Linked DNA regions of Oryzias latipes: region 1 is linked to region 2. A link is a contact called in public Hi-C data. All regions are on one chromosome and are shown on one strand. The core of a region is the stretch at or near the end of the contact, and the rest is flanking DNA. Distances in the headings are between cores, read along the strand shown. Region 1 holds the start of mafb (transcription factor MafB). Region 2 has its middle 55 kb from the start of mafb.

Region 1 (5,012 bases), core at 911-3,410, 55 kb after region 2:
TCTCATATGGGTTGCAAACTGCAGAACCAGGCCTGCTTGTTCCATAACAATGTCGTGATTTTAGAGAAATAAAGAAAACATTTTTTTAAAAAATTTAAAAAAAAGAAGAAGAGGAAAGTTACAAGACAACCGCCATGGGAGCCATCCCACACTACTTACAGGTTATTTAAAAGCTGTAGCCTGAAAGAAGAAAAAAAGTTCATCAGCCATCCTCTGGAGAAGAAAACAGTCTCTTCACTAGAAGCAACTAATCTAAAAAGTTGCTGCAACTTATCAGACACTCTATTGTATCTTGGTTGTGAATGAGGGGATGAGTATATGAGAATATCTGATGGATTATTTTTTTCTTCTAATATAGCTTTTGTTAATATAATCAAACCGTATGGGAGCCTGGACTATTATCAGCTGTTCGTCAGCAAACTGAGTCCGAGGAGAATGGTGGGGTGGAGGGGGAGAGTTTGTTGTGATGGCTTTTACAAGAGAGCAACAACTCACATGAAGAACTCGGGTGATGACGGGTTATCACTGGTGGAACCAGCCTCGCGGAACCCGTTGGTGGCCCCTGACCCCGTCAGTTTCTCGCACTTAAGCTTGTAGGCGTCCCTCTCCCTAGCCAGCCGGCTGATCTCCGCCTTCAGCTGCTCCACCTGGTTCATCAGCTGCGTCTTCTCGTTCTCCAGCACGTGCTTCTGCTGCACGCGCTTGAACCTGCAGGACTGGGCATAGCCCCGGTTCTTGAGGGTCCTCCTCTTCTGCTTCAGGCGGATGACCTCGTCCTTGGTGAAGCCCCGTAGGTGTCTGTTAAGCTCTCTCACAGACATGGACACCAGCTGCTCGTCGGAGAAGCGGTCCTCTACGCTGAGTCCGCTCCCGGAGGAGTGGTGCGCCGCGGACTGGCTTAGGTGGCCGTGCGGATGGTGGTGATGGTGGTGACGGTGATGATGGAGCGTCTGATGGGCCTCTGGGGAAACCGGGGAGGGACTTTCGGGGTCTTGGCTATGGTGGTGATGGTGTTGCCCGTGGGGGTGGTTGTGTCCACCTGGGTGCCCGCTCAGTTCCTCGGTGTGGTGCTGCATGCTCCCGGCATACGGATGGTGATGCTGCTGGCTGTGGGGGTGATGGCTGTGGTGGTGGTGGTGCGGGCCCCTGTAGCCCTCAAAAGCCCCCTGCTGCTGCAGCTGCTGTTGGACGTGTGGGGGTGGAGGGTGTCCGTGGGCCGTGGCACCAATCAGGGCCTCCACTGCGTCCTCGGGGGTCAGGTTCAGCGTCTGTGGGTCTATCTGCTGGTGGTACCCGCTGTTGGGCATCCAGTACAGTTCCTCTAAGTGGTGCTTCTGCTCTGTAGGACTGAAGCTGGGCGAGGATGGTACTGAGCTGCAGGGCGTGCTGATGGGAGTAGAGGACACGGAGCCTTGGGGCTGCAGACGGTTACACTGACGCACCCCGTTGCGATCCAACCCGGCCAGGCCTTCCTTCTTCACGTCGAACTTCATCAAGTCGAAATCATTGACATATTCCAGAGCCAGAGGGCTGCTGGGTAGCTCCGAGCCCATGCTCAGCTCTGCACTCATGTTGTTGTCGCGACCCTTTTGCAGATAATTTGCGAGCGTCACAAAAACTGACTTATTAATCAGCGTCTCTTCTTTTCTTTCTGGTTTCATGCAATAGTTCTTTTGGCTCCTCCACCGCTCTGCGCTGACTTGTTGTAGCATGAAACACGGTGAAATTGGTTGAGGGAAAAAAGTGAACGGGAGGGGAAAAAAAGTTGCAGAGGAAAACTTTCAGACTGACGCTCTGCGCACGATCTGCGTCATGGAGCCCACTTCTGCCCGGGCTGGAGGTAGAAAGTAGCGCGCTTCAGTGCAAAAAGTAAAACCGCAGTCCTTTCAGCAAAAGTGAAGTCAAAAGCAAAAAAAAAAAAAAAAAAAACACAAATAATGGTAGACGAAAAGACGGGGCACCAGTCCACGCAACAACTTCCTTTACCGTATAGTCTCTTTTTTTCTCCAGGAAAAATAAGAAGAGAAAACAAGCAGGGTTACATATGGCGTCTGATTTTCTCTGAGAAGCAGCTTTTCCAGCTCTGCACTGCAGAGATTTAAAGGCTCGCCTCTCCCAGCTCTCTCCTCTCTCTGGTATCCAGCAGACTGCGCTCGGAGCCAGTCTGCTCTTTATGCTTAATGCGCACAGTGACGTCGCGCCGAAAGGCTGTATCGGTGGCGCTCGGCGCTCCAATGGGAGCAGGACTCTGCTTAAGCAGAGGAGGAGGAGAAACAGGAGAGGAGGGCGCACAAGTCCGCTTTGACAGCTTCAGACGGTCAGCTGACCAAGATCTCTAAAAGCAGAAGGTGGGAGAGGCGGATGAGAAAAATGCCTTCACTTTACAGACGAAGCGCGCAGCTTCTTCTCTTCACTCCTGACACTTTCTGATCTTAGTGAGATTGATGTGTACCAGTTAGGAGCGTCGATGCTGCAGGTTCAGCCAAATGCCCGAGAAAAGCACTGAATTATATATAAAAAGTCCATTACATTTACCTCAATGTTCAGGAGGTCTAAAGAATTTGTAACTTTGTACCTCTTTAAAACTTTTAAGGTGTTTTTAATGACTTTTTGAATTCATTTAAAATGTATACATCTCTTAAATCAAGCATTTACATCCATCTTTCACTGAATTTGTGTTTTTCTATCAAACTAAACGACACGATCTGTGACTCACTTTGGGGATAATAAAAACCCTGATCTTCTACAAATGAGTATTATCAACGTTTATCCTCATGTTGGGGCTTAAATCAAAGTTTTCTGAGGTTTTGAAAGTAATATTGAAGACACTCTTTCTTTCTGGAGGAGCATGAACAGCGCTGCGGAAACATGTCTGCCGTTATGAAAGAAAAAATGACTTTTCAGGACTCTGCTACTTTCAGATTTCTTTTGGAGCATTTCTCCAACGCCGAGTTGCATCAAAGCTTTTTGAGCCTTGCTCCATCAAGAAACAGGCTCAAGGCTGCCCCTGCGTGGGCAACACACGCACCCGCGACGCACGGGAGAAGCTGCGGTGTTGAACACTTCTTTTCATCATGCGCACAGATTTTCATCTCGGCGCTAATTGCTTGTTTAAAATATCACATCACGTCGTTGTGCCAGATAACACAATTGATTGTAGCCGAAAACTGTGAAGCTGCTTCGTCTCATCCATGTCATGTTTAATTTCTTGTTTGGCCCAGGAAGGGTCAGAAGTGCCCAGACTGATCAGTGGGATTAATCATATTTTGTCTTTAGCGTTCAGAACTACTTTGGACTACAAACAGAAGCGGAGAAAGTCTTATTTTGAGCAAACCTCTGGTCGTTGAGTAAAGAAGAGAACAGAAAGGCGTCTGTGAGCGCGTGCGACGCATGACTTGGAGTCGGTCGGAGCGCACGGCTGGTACGATGAAGAACGAGCCGCACAGAGCAGTAATTAGATATTTGTTTAGTTTGTGGCTCTGTAGCAACAAGAAAGAATCCACTGTCAGGCACGATGCCCCGACATTTTTTATTTTGATTTTTTATCCTTTAAAGCTTTTTGTCCTTCTTAATAAAAAAAAACAAAACACATTGATAAGAACATGTATTGAACATATTTTGTATTTCAAAGAATTAGTAACCAATTAGTCATCCTCCAATGACATCTCAACTTTATTATATTCCGTTTTTTTGGTCTCCTAATTATAATACGCGCTGTCTTAGACACTGGAGTGATTTAGTGATTTTAACTTGAATTTCATTTTAAAATAATAACACCAATGTACCTTTTGCTAACTGCCAATCAATGCCTGTTTTCTTTTTTAAAATTAATTAATTTATTTTATCTGGACCACACGCCGTCTTTTTATCTAATTAACAAGCATCTGTTTTTCTCGCAAATAAAAACGTTCTGGCAAAAACTTTGTCCTTAACTCTTTCATCTGTAGGTGAGCTGAGTTTCCCTCCCTAACTTCAGAAGTGATGTGAGTAAGTCATGTCGTGCCGAGCCGACCTAAACCCCTCTCCCCGAGAGGCCGACCTATAGCAGCAGCCCCATTAGGTCGTAATGCTCTCTAATATAACCTGAGTCCACCGTCTAATAGATCCTGGCAGGCCTGCCGGCGGCTGTCCTCCCTCGGTAATCACGAGCTGTAATGGAGAGACGAGATGTAAAAAAGCGTGCATGTCAGCAGCATATCGGTGGTTAATGATCTATTAAGTGATCCCTGTGCTTATGGACAGCGAAAAAAAGTGTTGATGCTTGCTTATTCGCCCCTAATGAGAGTCCCATCCTTCGGATTTTAGGAATGAATAACAGAAATAAAATCACCTTTAAAATAGTACTTTTAACAGTTGACGCGTGGAGCCAGAGAAGCTGCAGAGCATCCCACAGCTCACATCGCGCACCTGCGGGCCGCTGCCGTCACACCAGAGGCCCGGGGTCCCTCTGACCCGCATGATTTCGCTCACATTCATGGATCTCTCTTCTGTTCGGGACCTATCCATGCATGTGAACCTTCGTGCGTGTTTATTTATTTTTTTCCAGGATATGAAATTGCGCTCCTTTCAGGAAATACTGACCATAAGGAATACTTTTTTCTGTTTTCTTTCTTTTTTTTTTTAAAGAAACAACCCAACGTCTTTCCTATCTGGAGTACGCTTTTATTTACCCTCTTGTGCGGTCGTTGGAACACTGAGATGCTGCAGAGGAATACGGAGGGAAGCCGCTCTGGAAGGCCTGTAACAGAAGCGAAAAGGAGGGAATGGACAGACGCTCCTTTCAGAAAGCGCTTTTGTTTGACGCGCAGGTAGAAAAGAGGCGCAGCGCAGATGAGCGCTCCAGGCTGTCAACACTGTAACTATTTTACATTATGACAGTGCTTTGAATTACAAACGCAGTTTTACTTAACGTTTTTTTTTCATGTAAATTTCTTTTATTGTAAGTCAATATTTTCAGACATTATTTAACCAAAGAGCTGAAGTCAGTCGAATTCCAAAAAATAATGCACGTT
Region 2 (5,338 bases), core at 2,143-4,642:
TTGTTTCCTTTATTCTGTGTTATTAGGTTCAATTTGCCATTTTTTTTCTTTGCTTCTTTTCCCTCTGCCCCCACCCTCCCAGTTAATTTTCGTTGCAGCTGTCTAAATGGTCAGTGTTGCCCAGGTACATGTTATTCTAGGACATAAGTAGGGCTTGGATTTGTACTGTGGGAACAGTACTTTACAAACCTTTCTGAGAAAGGGGAGTACATTCTCTTCAGCAACCCTCATCGTTCTTGTGCCAGTCATTTCTTAACTCGTATGCAGTGTTATCCAAGTCATGTTGCAAACCTTATCTCTATATATCACATTGTACAAATCAAAGCCATGTGATTAAAATACTGTATGTCCAAGGTAAATACTTGCAATTCAGGTTACGGCCTGCGCATGCACAAAGTCCGCTTTTACAGAGGCACAGCAGGTGTCTGGCATTACTTATGCAAAAAAACAAAAAAAGGCAGTTTCTTCTTACAAAACAAAACCAACAATTCAATTATTGTGCAGGAGCATTGTTGGCTTCTCTGGCCGTCGTTTAACTTTCAGTTCATCAGAAAGCATTTTGAAAACCACAAGTCATCCAGTAAGACATTGCGGTGATGCTCTTGTGATGGATCGTCTAGCAGACATGTTCCTCATTTCTACGCAGTTAGTTGATTAAAAACGACTTGTTTGTTATATACTGCAAGGAGATTGCGGTAGGCGAATTAAAACATGTTTTGTTGCTGGTCAGCTGTATACACAAACATTGTTCCAGTTTGATGACTGCTAAGTGGATAACCCATAAATGATTTGTGATGGAACAATGCATGGTGTAAAATATTTAATTGTGTTCGAATCAAATGCAATACAATCAAGTTGGCCATAACACTCTAGTGTTATTCAATCGAAGTGACTTATAATGAGGAGTTAGTGGGTTTAATTGTTCTAGTTTATAAAATCTAGGAATGCAAATTGACTAACAATGAATAAAACAATTACATATTTGTGCTACTTGTTTTAGCACCCTCTTCTTTCTTTGTACGTAATGTCTTACTGTGGTTGTGTTTATGGCTGCGCGTGCTTGTGTGTTTTTGTGTGTTTGAGTGCGTTTGCCTCAGTGTGAGTCTTTGGGTTGTGTCCCAGCCTGCATCGCTCCACAGTAAATCACAGCCACAGAGGTTTTTTTTTTTTACCATAGTCTCCAGTGAGCCTGGGAGAGTCATTAACACACATGAGCATTACAGAACTCTGATCAGTTACTAAATTTACTGTCAGTGTACATGCCTTCTTATGAGTTAAAAAGCAAGGGATTTTCCCTCTCTGTTGTAGTCTCACCACATTGCAGCAACCATCATTTCACATGCCTTTGACTGTAATTTCATTCTGTGCTTGACAAATTTCAACAGGATCATATCCATATACTATTATTAGTCTGGACCCTCTAGGGATTACTCAAGGGGTTACCCTCTGGTAAAGGTGGGAGGGCAATAGCCATGGCTTCAAGATGACATGGTTATTGGAACAGCTATTGCACCATAGGGATCTATCTTACAAGGAGCAGTGAGGAGACAGGGTGCAGATTATTTCACAGCGAGATTTTACATCTGATGCAGATGAGGTCAGATCATTTGTCACTGCACCCATCATACTTAACACACTTAACACCCGCTCTCAGTAGCCTTATGTCTCATCTTTATCCAGGCTGTCTGAACCATGTTCCATCGTTCTGTTTGCTCTCTCTACTGGCTGATCACACCAGCTCTAAGTGTTTAACTGATGCACACAGAGACAAATATTGTCTCACCCATAGATAGAAGACCAGTAAGAATAAAATGAAAAATAAAGTCTGCAATATTAAGTATAAACCGTTTGACATGATGTAAAAAATAATAATGTGTCAATAAGAAAGTCAACATTTTCACAAGTGGAAAAAATTAAAGACTAATGCCAAATTTTGAAGCAGTAATTTTTCCAGGAAGTTAAATCTAATGTCAGATTTTTTAAAGTTCAAAGTAAGAACCAAACAATCTCAAAACAACAAAATAACCTTACACTTGCCCCATGATTCTACTTAGTCTCCCCCCCCACACACACACAAGACTCGTCCAGAGTCCTAGGGGGTTGTGGGTTCTCTTCCCAGTACTGCACTTTTTCTGAACAAAGACAACAGATGTTCCTGGGATTAGCTGGAAGCACTCTTTCAGTTTGGCAGTTACAGCCCCAAGTGACCCAATTACCACAGGGACTACTCATGATATCACTTAGCCAATGCTTCCCAGCTCATCTCAGAGTCTTTGATATTTCTTTAGCTTTTCAACCCTCCTCAACTGTTTGTCCATTACCACCCTGACTGATAAGCTATCGTCACATTGTTATTTTATGTTTGAAATTCTCACAGGATTTTGACATTTTCATTTCTAACCACCTATGTGTATAGTTGTCACCTTGACTTTGGGTCCATGATTGTTTTGGCTACTGTTAAGAGTATATTCAATATTCATAAGCCACACTCAGTATAGTTATTTGAGCTGCAGCATTTCAAAAAATTGTTTATTATGGGCTGCGTCAATGGTCAACTTAACATCATATCTAGATTTTGAACATCTGAGCCAGTGTGTCTCTTGTTTTCATGCTCATCATCAGGGGCATCCATGAGTTCTTATGTGATGTACTCTGAATGAGATTAACCTGTTGTGCTTTATTTAAGTTAATCGCTATAACAACTCTATTCTAATAATTCTTATCACATTTCCACACTTTAAAATTGAATGTAAGTTTTTTCTTTGTAATAGATTGTTGTATTTATTACAGAATGATTAGAAGAGAACTGCACTGAGCTGTCCTGTTCATTTGAACAAGTTAAGTATGTGCCTGTGCACAAATACATATTTAAGCTTTAATGAACTGAAGCAATGTAATGAGGAAGTTGGGCCTATATACATAAAAAATTCTACATTTTCTTTTTGTTTGTGTCAGACAACCCTAATGAGCAAATGATGAGTTTTGGTTATGTAAATCTGGTCAGTTTGATTCAACCATTTATTTTGGTATTACATACTTCAGTAGCAACAGAAACTTTGCCAAAAGAAAAACAGCCAGCTGGAGAAAGTATTAAAGAACCATCTTGCTGAAAATGTGGCTGTCTATTATGTTCTGCTTTGAAATTATTAAATGTTGAAAGAATTCCCGTGAAAATATTTGGGTTTTCTGCTTGACCCGAACAGTCAGGTGTTGATGTGAAAGTTGATGGCCCTGTTTGGGGTTAAAATGGAACAGTGTGAGCTCCTGAAGGGTTAATCAGCACAGTGCTGCCGCAGCCCTAAAGCTGGGCACAAGGCCAGCTTCACTCATAAACATGGAGAGGTTCAAGTGTGTGTTTGTGTGTGTGTGTGTGTGTGAACGTGCTCCCTGCATTTATGTGCATGAGTGTTTCTGTGCCAGGGACAGCCCAGTGACTCAGAGTACAACCCAGCCCCCTTAGCAAAAGAAGAGCAAGGTTTTAAAGAGACATGAGCAACTTTTAAGGAGACACACAGTAATGCAGACTAAGTCACAAAAGGAGGCGCTGCAGAGTTTTCCTCTTCACCTCAAAGTTTAGACTGATGATCACATCGTTTTCGTATTCTGTGAAAAGACATCACTCGAAAATGAGAAGCCCTACTGGGAAATAAAGTGAGCATTTAAAAAAAACACTCATGAGACTTACTTGAAAATGCTCCTCACATATTTAGTGCTCCAAACCACTAAGCAAAAGGGAATATTAGGAAACAAATGGGAGCAGACTGATATTAAGTCTTCTTATCGGACACGTGTAAAGGAAGGTATAACAAAATATTGTACAGAGTAATTGAATAAAGTGTTTTAGTATTTAACTATCACATCAGATACACACATGCAGGAAATTGCAGAGGCTGTCAATTCAATTTCCCTTTTGTCCATTTTTCCATAAACCAGTATCCTTCCCTCTGGTGTGCTTTTCCTTCAACCATACAACACCCACACGCACATACCTACACACAAACACACACCTCAATGGGCTTTGGGCCAGCTGAGTCACGTCTAAATGGCAATGAGTGTGATTGCAGCTCACACTTACATAACCTCTGTCTCCACACCACTGTCATTAGAGCAACTCGGCAGAGAAAACAATTGATATCGGTACTTCAAAATGGGTTGCATGCATGCTTGTAAGCATGCAGATGTCATTTCTGCTCAGGGTGTTTTCGTTTGTGTTTCTTAGAATGTGAGGCAGATGTGGAAAAGGAGGAATTTGGAGTTTTGTTTGTGTATCAAAAAAGTGTCCTTGAGCAAGACTCTGAACCCTATAATTGGTCATGATGGTTCGAATACACATCTTACTTAAATTAGGCACAAATGAAAATAGGGTGTGTAAATGAAGACTTACTATTTTTTTTCTTAGCGAGTAAGAATAGAGTTAGGTTTCTCCGCTCCTCTTTGGATCGGGGGAGTCAACATTCTTAGTTAATAGTGTGTGTATGTGTGAGCGTATGAGCGTGTGCATGTGTGTGTGAAGAGGGAGGGTGAAAGCCTACATTTTGGCAGGCATTAGTTTATACAGATGGAGCAGCTCTTGTTGGATAAACCACAGAAAATTCCTCTGACTGTCCAAGTTAGCACTTCTTGGGGAGGGAACCATGCGTCCTCCTCTCCGTCCACGGCATCCGTCCACACCTACCACCACCACCACCACCATCCCTGTCCCAAGTAAACTCCTCCAGTACTAACTGGCCATCCCAGGATGGAAGCATAGTAGCATGTTCAAATGTAAATGGAACTTATTGCTTTTCCCAAGCTGTTCCTGTGAGACAGCTGGCAGACAAAAGCAATCAAATGACAAGTAATACAAGAGAGAAGCATGTTTCTCTTCATTTCTCTTTTCTCCTCTTTTGCCTGGTAAGTATTTCTAAGGACAAGTCTTTCTAAGGGCTGGAAAAGCGATCATGTAAAGACTTGATTCTTTGTACAGAATCACCAGAATCAGAAAGTTTTCAAAGAGTGTCGCTGATTTTCTAATTATGATTCAAAACCTTTCTACAGGGCCAACATGATTTTTTAAAGACCCACTGCAATGAAAATCATGTTTTTAAAACGTTCTTGTGACATTTTTCTCATGGAGGACATTTATAAAAATTATTAAGCATAAACTTGCATTTCTGTGTATTTCTTTATTCAAATCATTGTGAAAAAAGGAGCAGATGAAAAAAATGCAGTTTGAAAAACTTGTAGCAGTGATGTAGGTGCTACAGTAGGTGCCACAAGCTCCCTGCTCCACCTCATTCCGATGCATCTACTTGCATTCAAAAAGATCCATGTTGTTTTTCTCGTCTAAGCTGATATC

What was found. Hi-C and Micro-C count contacts between places; a contact is called where the count stands out from the background.
Region 1: a contact with region 2 is called in a Hi-C map of fibroblasts, with 2.8 times the contacts expected there. The contact joins the promoter of mafb here to the enhancer-like site in region 2.

Annotation. Positions count from the first base shown.
Region 1 is chr7:15,082,300-15,087,311 of ASM223467v1, forward strand. mafb (transcription factor MafB) reads right to left here and starts at 2,161. Exons shown (of 1, transcript XM_004070499.4): 1 at 1-2,161. The coding sequence starts at 1,712. The coding sequence ends at 492.
Region 2 is chr7:15,026,374-15,031,711 of ASM223467v1, forward strand. No RefSeq gene overlaps it. Among protein-coding and RNA genes, the nearest start is that of mafb, 55 kb to the right of the region's middle. Within about 2 kb of position 3,393, at least 6 of the 8 cell types and tissues checked have an H3K27ac peak or open chromatin away from gene starts, as enhancers often do.